3 separate regions of the Mus musculus genome follow, and regions 2 and 3 are each linked to region 1. The links are chromatin contacts, called in public HiChIP or PLAC-seq maps. All regions are on one chromosome and are shown on one strand. Each heading gives the region's core, a stretch centred on a gene start, on an enhancer-like site or on the middle of the called end of the contact. The rest is flanking DNA. Distances are from core to core; before and after follow the strand shown.

The links. HiChIP or PLAC-seq counts read pairs in DNA pulled down with a chosen protein or histone mark.
Region 2: a contact with region 1 is called in an H3K27ac HiChIP or PLAC-seq map of embryonic stem cells, with 6 times the contacts expected there. The contact joins two enhancer-like sites. A contact is called at or near these places in 1 of 39 promoter capture datasets (hippocampal neurons), 1 of 484 Hi-C or Micro-C datasets (pro-B cells), 3 of 115 datasets of contacts at active chromatin or transcription factors (embryonic stem cells and neural tube) and 1 of 9 other capture datasets (embryonic trunk).
Region 3: a contact with region 1 is called in an H3K27ac HiChIP or PLAC-seq map of epiblast stem cells, with 4 times the contacts expected there. The contact joins the promoter of Etnk2 here to the enhancer-like site in region 1. A contact is called at or near these places in 3 of 39 promoter capture datasets (the HPC-7 cell line, liver and pre-B cells) and 3 of 115 datasets of contacts at active chromatin or transcription factors (epiblast stem cells, extraembryonic endoderm stem cells and stem cell-derived neural progenitor cells).

What each region holds. Positions count from the first base shown.
Region 1 is chr1:134,097,919-134,100,994 of GRCm38.p6, reverse strand. No RefSeq gene overlaps it. Among named protein-coding and RNA genes, the nearest start is that of Gm32039, 4.3 kb to the right of the region's middle. Within about 2 kb of position 1,589, at least 401 of the 459 cell types and tissues checked have an H3K27ac peak or open chromatin away from gene starts, as enhancers often do. A contact at or near this core is called in embryonic stem cells, epiblast stem cells, extraembryonic endoderm stem cells and 1 more, where this site is marked.
Region 2 is chr1:133,189,157-133,192,232 of GRCm38.p6, reverse strand. It overlaps a transcript of Plekha6 not described here. Among named protein-coding and RNA genes, the nearest start is that of Gm51648, 23 kb to the left of the region's middle. RefSeq lists an enhancer at 2,740-3,076. Within about 2 kb of position 1,667, at least 24 of the 459 cell types and tissues checked have an H3K27ac peak or open chromatin away from gene starts, as enhancers often do. A contact at or near this core is called in embryonic stem cells, where this site is marked.
Region 3 is chr1:133,361,902-133,364,977 of GRCm38.p6, reverse strand. Etnk2 (ethanolamine kinase 2) reads right to left here and starts at 1,406. Exons shown (of 8, transcript NM_175443.5): 1 at 960-1,406. The coding sequence starts at 1,214.

The DNA.
Region 1 (3,076 bases), core at 340-2,839:
CCTCTTCCCCACTATTTGGTTTCCTCATCCTCTCCTGTGGCCTCTGCCTATGTCTCATCTTCATCCTTAGGAAGTGCCTGGTAAAAGTCATGGATCTCTGTCCCCAAGCCCTTCTGGATGAGGGCTCATTAGCGGGGTAGAGCAGGTACTATTTAAGGAGGAAGGTGATAATCTCCCACAATGATCTTGTCCCCAGCCCACAAGGACTCACAGAGGCCCCAGATAGGGTGGAACCTGGAGTTAGTCTACCTATAAGGTGCTATCTAGTATCTTCTATGTAAGAGGCTTGCGCCACTCTACACCCTCTGCCACGGGCCTGAGTGCTGAGCTACTCACTCACAGAATGTGTGGAGCCTAGGTGAGGCTCTCTCTTCATCCAGCAATGCCCCCCCCCCCAATTTAAAGTAGCCACGACTCTGCAGCTCTCTCTCACCAGGAGGTTTACCTGAGCTGCCCTGCCAAACCTCCTCTGCTCTAGATCCTAAGGACCCAGTGGTCAGCACCATCATGGTAGTATTTGGTGGCTAGCCAGGCCACTGTGTTGCTCATGAGCCGTTCACAGGTGTCCTTGCGTTCTCAGGAAGCCCACCTGTTTGCTGATGGAATAAAGCCTCGTCTTTAGTTTCCTAGGTCAGCGCCTAAGCCTGGACATTTCTCGATGAGTCTTTGTGACCTTTAGAGAAAACCCACGGGGCACAGCTGTCCGTGTTCAGGTCTGGGATCATGCTAGGGCCTAGAAGGGCTCGCGTGACAGGGTTCCTTTAAAGTTCCTTTACCCTGGATGGAGGATGAGAAACCATACAGCAACAGGCATTTGTAGCAGTTAATATTTATTGAGGTTTTACTCCATGCTGGTCCAAGCATTCCACATGAGTTAGCTCACTGAATATTCACGGGTCACTGGGGCAAGGACTACTATTATACATACCACATGCAGCCCACGGGCCTGCGCTGTGTGGGAGAGGTGGTGATGGAGCAGGTGTTGGGTGAACAGGCATGAGACAAGATGATGAGCAAAGGGGACAGAGTGGCCTAAGAGACCCAGGGATATTCAAGAAGAGCATGTGCCCACAGTCCTGACACCTCAGCGTCAGACTTTCCCGGGACTTAGGAATGTCTGTTGGGATTTTCCAGTCTCTAGTCCAACCTCCCCAAACACAACATAGCAAAAGGCCAGGTGTTAGGAATGGTCTGTCCAGTGTGCTGGCCAGTTTTGATCCATTCAGCCAGACTTCTCCACCGTCTGAATTGGAGTGAAAAAGCTTAAATCACCTGACCCATCACTTAGACTCGAGCTTCACGGGTGAACTGGGAGAGGCCCTCGGCCGTCTTTCATTTTAACCCTCATAAGAATGGCAGACAGCAGGGCAGGGTGATATCATTCTGACTTTCTTTCCTGCCGGTCTCCCCTTCCCAAGCCTCAGTCTCCCAGTTAGGAACTGCTCCTGCCAGCTTCCCTCCACAGGTCTCATCGGTGAGTGACAGTCAGTGGTCAGTGAGACACTTCGGCTGGAATGTTGATCTGTAAGCGGAGGAAACTGGTAGGACGGGAGAAAGTCCGGAGAAAGCCGCTAGAGAAACCTGAGCTGGAAGCCAATGAGCTGCCAGTATGGAGGCTGAGCCATTAGACGAGCAGCCAATGAGCTACCGGTATGGAGGCTGGGCCATTAGACAAGTTTTGTAAATAACATCCGGCTTGTGTTTAGAACCGTGATGTTCCATTCCCCAAATAGAACTTGACTCTCTGCGTAAGGCATTCCTCGGGGCCTTGGGGAGCTGCACTAGTCCCTCCCCTAGTTGCTCTGGAGTCAGGACCGGGAGCACAGAGCGGCCCAGCTCAGTCTGGCAGGTTAGTGTGGACTTGTAGTCATTCCATGCAACACTTTGATACTAGAGGCAAGCCAGATGGTGTCTCTTCTCCCAAATACAGGCAGATTTGGTTGCTGAGGGACACCAGAACAGGCTCAATGGACATCTATTTTTAAGTCCCTCCAGACTTCATCCATTACCTTGTGTCTTGGATTTCCCAGGAGGCCCCTGGCAGGGTGTGCACTGGGCACCTGGAATCGACTCCAAGGCAGAGCTGTTGACAGTGTGGTCAGACCCTGACCAAAGTGAGATAGGGCTTTCTGTCCCGTTTGCGTTGTTTCCTGGGCCACCCACACACTGTTTTTAACTCTAAGAACCCCTTCCTGCCCCGGGGAGCAGCAGGGTCACTCTGAGGAGTCTTCCATCTGTCTTCACCATCCCACACTACAGGTCCTTACACAGGAGTAATCTAAACGACTTGGAACTCCAGATAAGATCCTTGCTTCCATTAAACATTGACAAGACCCAGGCCTGGCAACTGAGAGTGCTTGTGTGCAGCGGAACTTCTGGGAGACCATGGCAGCTGGACTATTAAAAATGAATGGGCTCCGACGCCTCCCAGGTTCTGCCTCTCAATGTGGCAGTTCTCCAGTGGCTGGGAGGAGGAGCCAGGAGGGTTCAGAAAGGGCCAGCAGGACCTAGACCTCAAGCGACAGCAGTCTCGGGCATCTGCTCCCTTATATTCCGGCTGGAAAGTATACAGCCTCTCTGTCAGAAAGGAAAGCCTGACCTAGCCCTATAGCATGGCACTCTGAGCTGAAATTCAAAAGCTGCTTCTTGGGTACTCAAAAGGTTCATATAACCTGGTGTGTGGCAGCACTTGAAAGCTGAGGCAGGAGGATTGAGAGTTCAAGGCCAGTCTGGGCAGCATGGTCTGACTGCCTCAAGGAAGGAAGGACAGTGGGAGCAGCTTGTGGTGTTTGGAGCCTGCAGCCTCCGCGTTCAGGAAGCGGAGGTAGAAGTACTGCGCAAGGTTCAAACCCACAAGGAGTTACTGGGTTAAGTGTGAATTCCTGACCAGCCTAGGCTAGCCTGAGTCACAAATAAACAAACACAAACTTCAAAACCTGCCCTCCTCCCCCGAGATCTTGATTTTTATCAGTTGTTGGCCTGCGGGTCCTCTCTACTACTCTGTGGCCACTGCAGATTTCTCCAGTACCTGCCTAGTGTGTACTACTAGTTGTTTGGGGAGTGAGGAAAAAAACAT
Region 2 (3,076 bases), core at 418-2,917, 910 kb after region 1:
GTAATGAGATCTGATTCCCTCTTCTGGTGTGTCTGAAGACAGCTATAGTATACTTATAATAAATAAATAAATAAATAAATAAATAAATAAATAAATTTTAAAAAAAAAAGAAGGTCCAAGAAGAAATCAAGAAAATATTCATAAATTCTAATTCATTTCGAACCTCCCCAATATGATCTTGGTAGAGTGGTCTATCATTTTAGGAATAGTTTCTTCATAGGTGCAGTTATCAAAAGTTCCTCTGGGCAAGCTAAGAATACAGTATATTGTTGGGTACATGGCAGAGTGTCGGATGCAGACAATGGGATGCCTATGTGAAAGATGCTTGCCCACTTCATAATTAGAGTGGCTTTGTCATTGAGCAGTGAACAGCTAAATTCTCCTCACTCTGCCACAATCCTGTAACTACCAGATCTTGTTACCAGAAACCCACCATGTCCAGTCTCATTCACCCAGCAAGAGGTACACCTGCTTGAACTATCCACCACCAGGTAACTGACCCGATGGGTCGAAAAGGGACCGAGAGGCAGAAATCTCAACTCTAATACCCACACCAAATAGATATCCCCCACGTTCTCGTTTTTTACAGTTGGAAGGACAGCCATTGTGGTAATTAAGATTGTCAGCTTGATTAGATTAAGAAACACCCAAGAGATTAGCACACCTCTGAGTATATCCATGAGGGTATTTCTAGAAAGGATGTACTAAGGGGGCTAGAGATGGAACTCAGTCAGTACAGTGCTCATAACATATGCAGAGCCCTGGGTTCGATTCCCAGCACCATAAATCAGGTGTGGTGGTGCAAATTAATAATTCCAAAACTCCGGAAGTTCAGGAAGGAGTGTCAGAAATTCAAGGATGACCCTCAGCTATGTATGAAGTTCCAGGCCAGCCTGGGATACTGAAGCCCTGGTTTTGTTTGTTGTTGTTGCTGTTGTTTTCTTAAGGGAGGCAGATAAGAAGGAAGGAAGGATTAATGAACCGGGAAAGAACCGTATGAAAGTAAGGGGTTCCATCTCACAGATCGGATGGAATTAAGAGTAGAAAACAAGAACCTGGCATGGTGGCTCACACCTGTTACATGACCTGCCTGAAGTGCTTGAAACCCTAGCAATAAAAAAAAAAAAAAAAAAGAAAAGAAAAAGAAAAGGGGGGGGGAGAAAATAGTCTAGAAGAGCAGACATTCTCTCTCCCTCTCCCTCCCTTCCTCCCTCCTTCTCCTGCTGCTCCCTCCTTCCCACCAGGCTTGGTTTTGTCACACCCTCCCTATCAAGATGAAGTTGAAACCTTGAGACAAAATAAAGTGACTCTCTCCAAAGTTGTTTGCACCAAGTATTCTATCCTTACGACACAAAGTCCAGAACACCATTCAAATCTGTCGCCTGTAGATGCTGAGCGCATTCACAGCAGGCCCTTGCCCCACCCAACCTCATCTGGGCCACAAGGCTATCGGTTGGAGCCATAAAGGGAATACACCCAAACCGTAAGATGTGTGGGCTGCAAACACCTGGCCCACTCTGTTTACAAAGGGCAAAGTTCCCGTGGAAAGGGAGGGCTCGCCCCACCCATTCTTTGAGTGCCACCCACAACCTAAGAGGAAAGCAGGTCAGAGAGACTGAGAAACAGGCCGAGTTCACAAAGCTCACAGTTCAAAACGGAGGCCAGCAGTATGAGTTTCTCCACGTGCTTCTAAATCCTTCAGATGAATATGGCCAGCATTCTGCCTACGTATTCCAGAGCCCCATCCCTCCAGCCCCTGCTAACTTCAACCTCTAGGTTCTGAGATCTCCCATAGAACCTGGCTCGTGGTGGATCCCACACACTTGGGCTTCTTACTGGTCAGCACCGTCATGGCATTGTACAAAAGAGCGAGAAAACGACAGGATGTTTACTCCGAGGCCTGGTGGAAGCCTTTTCTGTCAGAAATGTCTCCCAAAAGCTGGACACCCATAGGCATGGTGCCAAAAACTCAACAGAGAATCTGTGTTCCATTACATTCAACTGAACCTAGCAAGCAAAAGACATTCTGGATAAGATTGGGTGGGGCAAGGGTCTGGATGGATGTTTACTGCACAAGGCTAGCCCTCCTACTCACCTTCCCCACCTGACTCCCCTCACACAAGACCCAGATTCCTTCAGCTTCCTCTTTCTGTATCATTCCTAAACCCACCCCTTCACACCCCAAGACAATAGACGAAAAGCACCCCAGTTCTGGATGCACTCCAGGTCCTCTCTCTGTATCTATCACTGGGTGTGGTGGTTTACAACTTTAATCTCAGCACTTAAGAGGCAGAGACAAGCCAGTCTGTGAGTTCAAGGCCAACCTGGGCTGCGCTGTGAGACCCCATTTCAAAAAAGAAGAGAAGAGAAGAGAAGAGAAGAGAAGAGAAGAGAAGAGAAGAGAAGAGAAGAGAAGAGAAGAGAAGAGAAGGGAGGGAAGGAGGGAGAGGGGAGGGAGGGAATAGCTCAGGATGACAGACTCAGTACATTTGGTAGTTTGAATGAAAATGGCCTCCATAGGCTCTTAGGGTGTGGCACTGTTAGGAGGTGTGGCCTTGGTGGAAGTGTGTCACTGTGGGAGGGTTTTGAGGTTTCAAATGTTCAAGCCAAGCCCAGTGTCACTCTCTCTTCCTGTTGCCTGCTGATCCAGAGGTAGAACTCTCAGCTCCTTCTTCAGCACCATATTTGCCTGCATGCTGCCATGCTTCCTACCATGATGATAATGAACTAAACCTCTGAACTGTAAGCCTGCCCCAATCAAATGTTTTCCTTTTTAAGAGTTGCTGTGGTGGTCGGGCAGTGATGACGTATGCCTTTAATCCCAGCACTTGGGAGGCAGAGGCAGGTGGATTTCTGAGTTGGAGGCCAGACTGATCTACAGAGTGAGTTCCAGGACAGAGAAACCCTGTCTCGATAAAGAAAAAGAAGAAGAAAAGAAAAGGGAGAAGGAGAAGGAGACGAGGACGAGGAGGAGGAAGAGAAGGAGGAGTTACTATGGTCATGGTGTCTCTTCACAGCAATAGAAACCTAACAAAGACAATAGACAAAGAATAGACTGTGAACCTGAGCAATATAC
Region 3 (3,076 bases), core at 157-2,656, 740 kb after region 1:
TAAAGGTTTATGGGCGCTATGGGGCAGAGCTGGATGGGACTTCAGGGGACCCACCCCTTCTAGGTGAGACGACAGGCCTAGTGGGGGTCCAGATTAGCATCTGGTATGCAGTGCTGGGTTTAATCTCAAATATGGCTTGATGCCTTCACTGTCTGTTCCTGACCAGGTCTTCTGAAAATGTTACCACATTCAGCCCAGATTCTCCTTAGAGCTGCCCCTTCCATACTCAGAAGGCCAATGACATGGGGCCCGAACCCTCCAAAGCAGGCTGTCAGGGGTGTAGGGCTGGGTAGGTTTTTAAGAGAATGCAGGACAGCGAGGGAGGGAGTAAGCTAGGGGCTCGCAGTGGGCAGTTCTGCCCACAGGTGTGTGTGTGGGACAAAGTATTCAGCTGAGGTGGGAAGAAAATGGAGTGGGGGTCAAAAGGGGCGTTGCTCAGAGCTAGCCTGAGGCCACGTGAAGAAGGTCTCAGGGCTTAGCTGGAATTCTGAATTGCACAGGGCTGGCTCCTGGGGCCACAAGGAATGCTCAGATCCCCGAGGCTTGGATCTCAAGTTAGGGCGAAGGAACAGCATGGGTGTAGGGGGAGGTTTCCTTAAAAGTTCGTGCTTCCTCGGGTTGTCAGAGTGGCTGGGTAGCACTTCTGAGCAACTAGGGGACAAGCACGCAGCGACAGGGGGTGGGGCTGCACGCGCAGCACGCTGACAGTGGGCAGGTGGACCTCCGGCGGCAGGAGCAGGCGAATGGGGAGGGTCCAGGGAAGCGTGAGCCCAGCTTTGCATAGGGATCAAAGAGAAATGGAGAGTTACACACATATTCAAACCACGGTCCAAAACATCTCCTGCGCAACAGCCGCAAAACCCTGGAACCCGCACTTGGAGGATGCACTGACGGGCGTCCACGCAGCCCCTCTGCAGCCCGGCAGCGCCCCATCCCCGGCCTCACGCCCTCTCGGCTACCTTGGTCCGAACTTGTTCGGGCTTCCAGTGCGGCCGCAGCTCCCGAATGAGGCGCAGGGCACCGGGGAGGATGTCGTCCTGTTCCACCGTGACGCTGAAGCATGGGACGGCGGCCCTCGGGGGCCCTGGAGGCTCCCAGCAGCCGGCGCTGGCCACCGCCTTCTCCTCCATGCTCCATGAGCACTGCGGGCAAGGCTCCTGCCTCCGCAGGTAAAAGGGCGAGCACGGCACTGGAGCTGAAGGGGGCACAGCCATTCCCAGCAGCCCCACCCCCTCGGAGCCGCCGCGCCCGCGTTAGCCCCTACGGGGGGGCCCTGAGAGAGAGTGGGAGTGGTCGAGGAGGGGCCAGGGGAAGTCCATGACTCATGAGCGAGCTGCCTGTTCCAATCTCCGGCGATGCAACCGAGCAACACAGCTGGCCGGGAATCGCCAAGGTCCGCCGCGACAGTGACATCATGGGTCGCAGTAACGCCCCTTGCCCGCCCCGCCCCCGCCTCCGGGCGAGTGCAGCCCGCCATCTCCCGTTGCTGGCTCCACCGCTACCTGGAGCTCTGGGTGGGGGATGCCCCGCCTTAATGACGCAAAGGGCGGAGCCTCCCCAGGCCCCGCCCCAGATCCCTGCTCCAGTATCCTAGTACTGGTTGACCAGTTTCCCACTGGAGCCCACAGCTAAAGAGCTCTTTTCCGGGTAGTCTAGGGTAAGGGGCTGGGGCTAAGGAGGGAAGAGCTTGTCTTTGTCCCAACCTCATCCTGGAACGTGGAGATCGGATGCTCCTATAGTGTGGGCTTCGGCTTGCCATTAAATCTCTTGGGAAAGGTTGGGCTGCGTTTCTAAGGCCTTCTAGGCATCATTCAGCACCACACACACACACACACACACACACACACACCTTCGATGGAGAACAGCATGGTGATGGTTCAGGGTGAGTGTCCCATAGGCAGACTGGACTCTGATAGAATGTTCCAGGGTACTTTTATGAGTGTACAAGCACATTGTAAGCCAGGACTTTGAGCAAGACTGAGTTTGGCTCACTAAATAATCCTTAAGCCTTCCTCCCTGTCCTGCAAGGCTGACTGGGCATAGATAGTGGTCGCACAGGTGCCCGGAGCTCAGTGTTTTGTTGAGCAAAGAGGTGATCAAAGGCCATAGTACAACCTAGGGATCTATGTGTATGTAGCATGACAAGGGGAAGGGATAAGTCCCCTGGCAGACTTACTGTACAGAGAAGACACATGGAAAGAGGCCAGGCCAGCCCTTGGAAAGCCCGTCCCTTAGTCATATATTCCCCTGGTCACTTCCAGAGTGAGACCAGTTAGCTGCCAGCTCTCTAGCATAGAGAGACCTGGGCTTGCCTTGGGACCTCATTTCTTATCACCTCATACTGCCCTACTTGAAAAATGCCTACAAAATAGATGTGTTTCTGTGTCCCCAAGGTTGTCCCTCCGACCTACTCAGGAACATCTCCACCACGAGGCCTTTTGGTTCTTGCTGCTTTGCACCCAGGTCTTCTGGTCCAGTTTCTGTGCTGGTGCCTCTTGCAGGGGCCACTAGCCTCACGTGGCTACTCAGCCCTTGAAATGTGGCCAGTGTGACATTTTGTGTAACTTTAATCTTTATACGCATACAAACAACAGCATGCAGCCACTGTACTGGACATTGTAGCAGATGGTAGGGAGGGACCACCTACTTGAGGTCATGATGTCCCAGGATGCCAGAACTGGAAAGGACATTGCCTCCAGCTCTTTCTTTTGCAATAGGCAAAGCAAACCTTGCGGCACAAGGGAACACAATCAGTGGGAGTCCAGACTCGCTTTCTCAGCTCTGTGCCAGCACCCTGAAAGCAGCTCCCGCTATACAAATATCACCTCAGAGAAGCCCTGGGTCCTTAACCTTAGGAGAGTGAAATCCTACAGATACCAAGCGCTTGGTTGGGACACTCAGTACCTTGCTTTTGGGGGAGGAGGGGTCAAAGAGGGATGAGGGAATACAGGTTGATGCCTGCTTTCTTATCCCCTAAGCTATACACTCTTCATGGGCAGTCTGAGGGGTGAGTGGAAAAAGAGTCCTCTACCAGCCCATTGTGGGTGGTGCCTCCCCTGGGCTGGTGGTCCTGGGT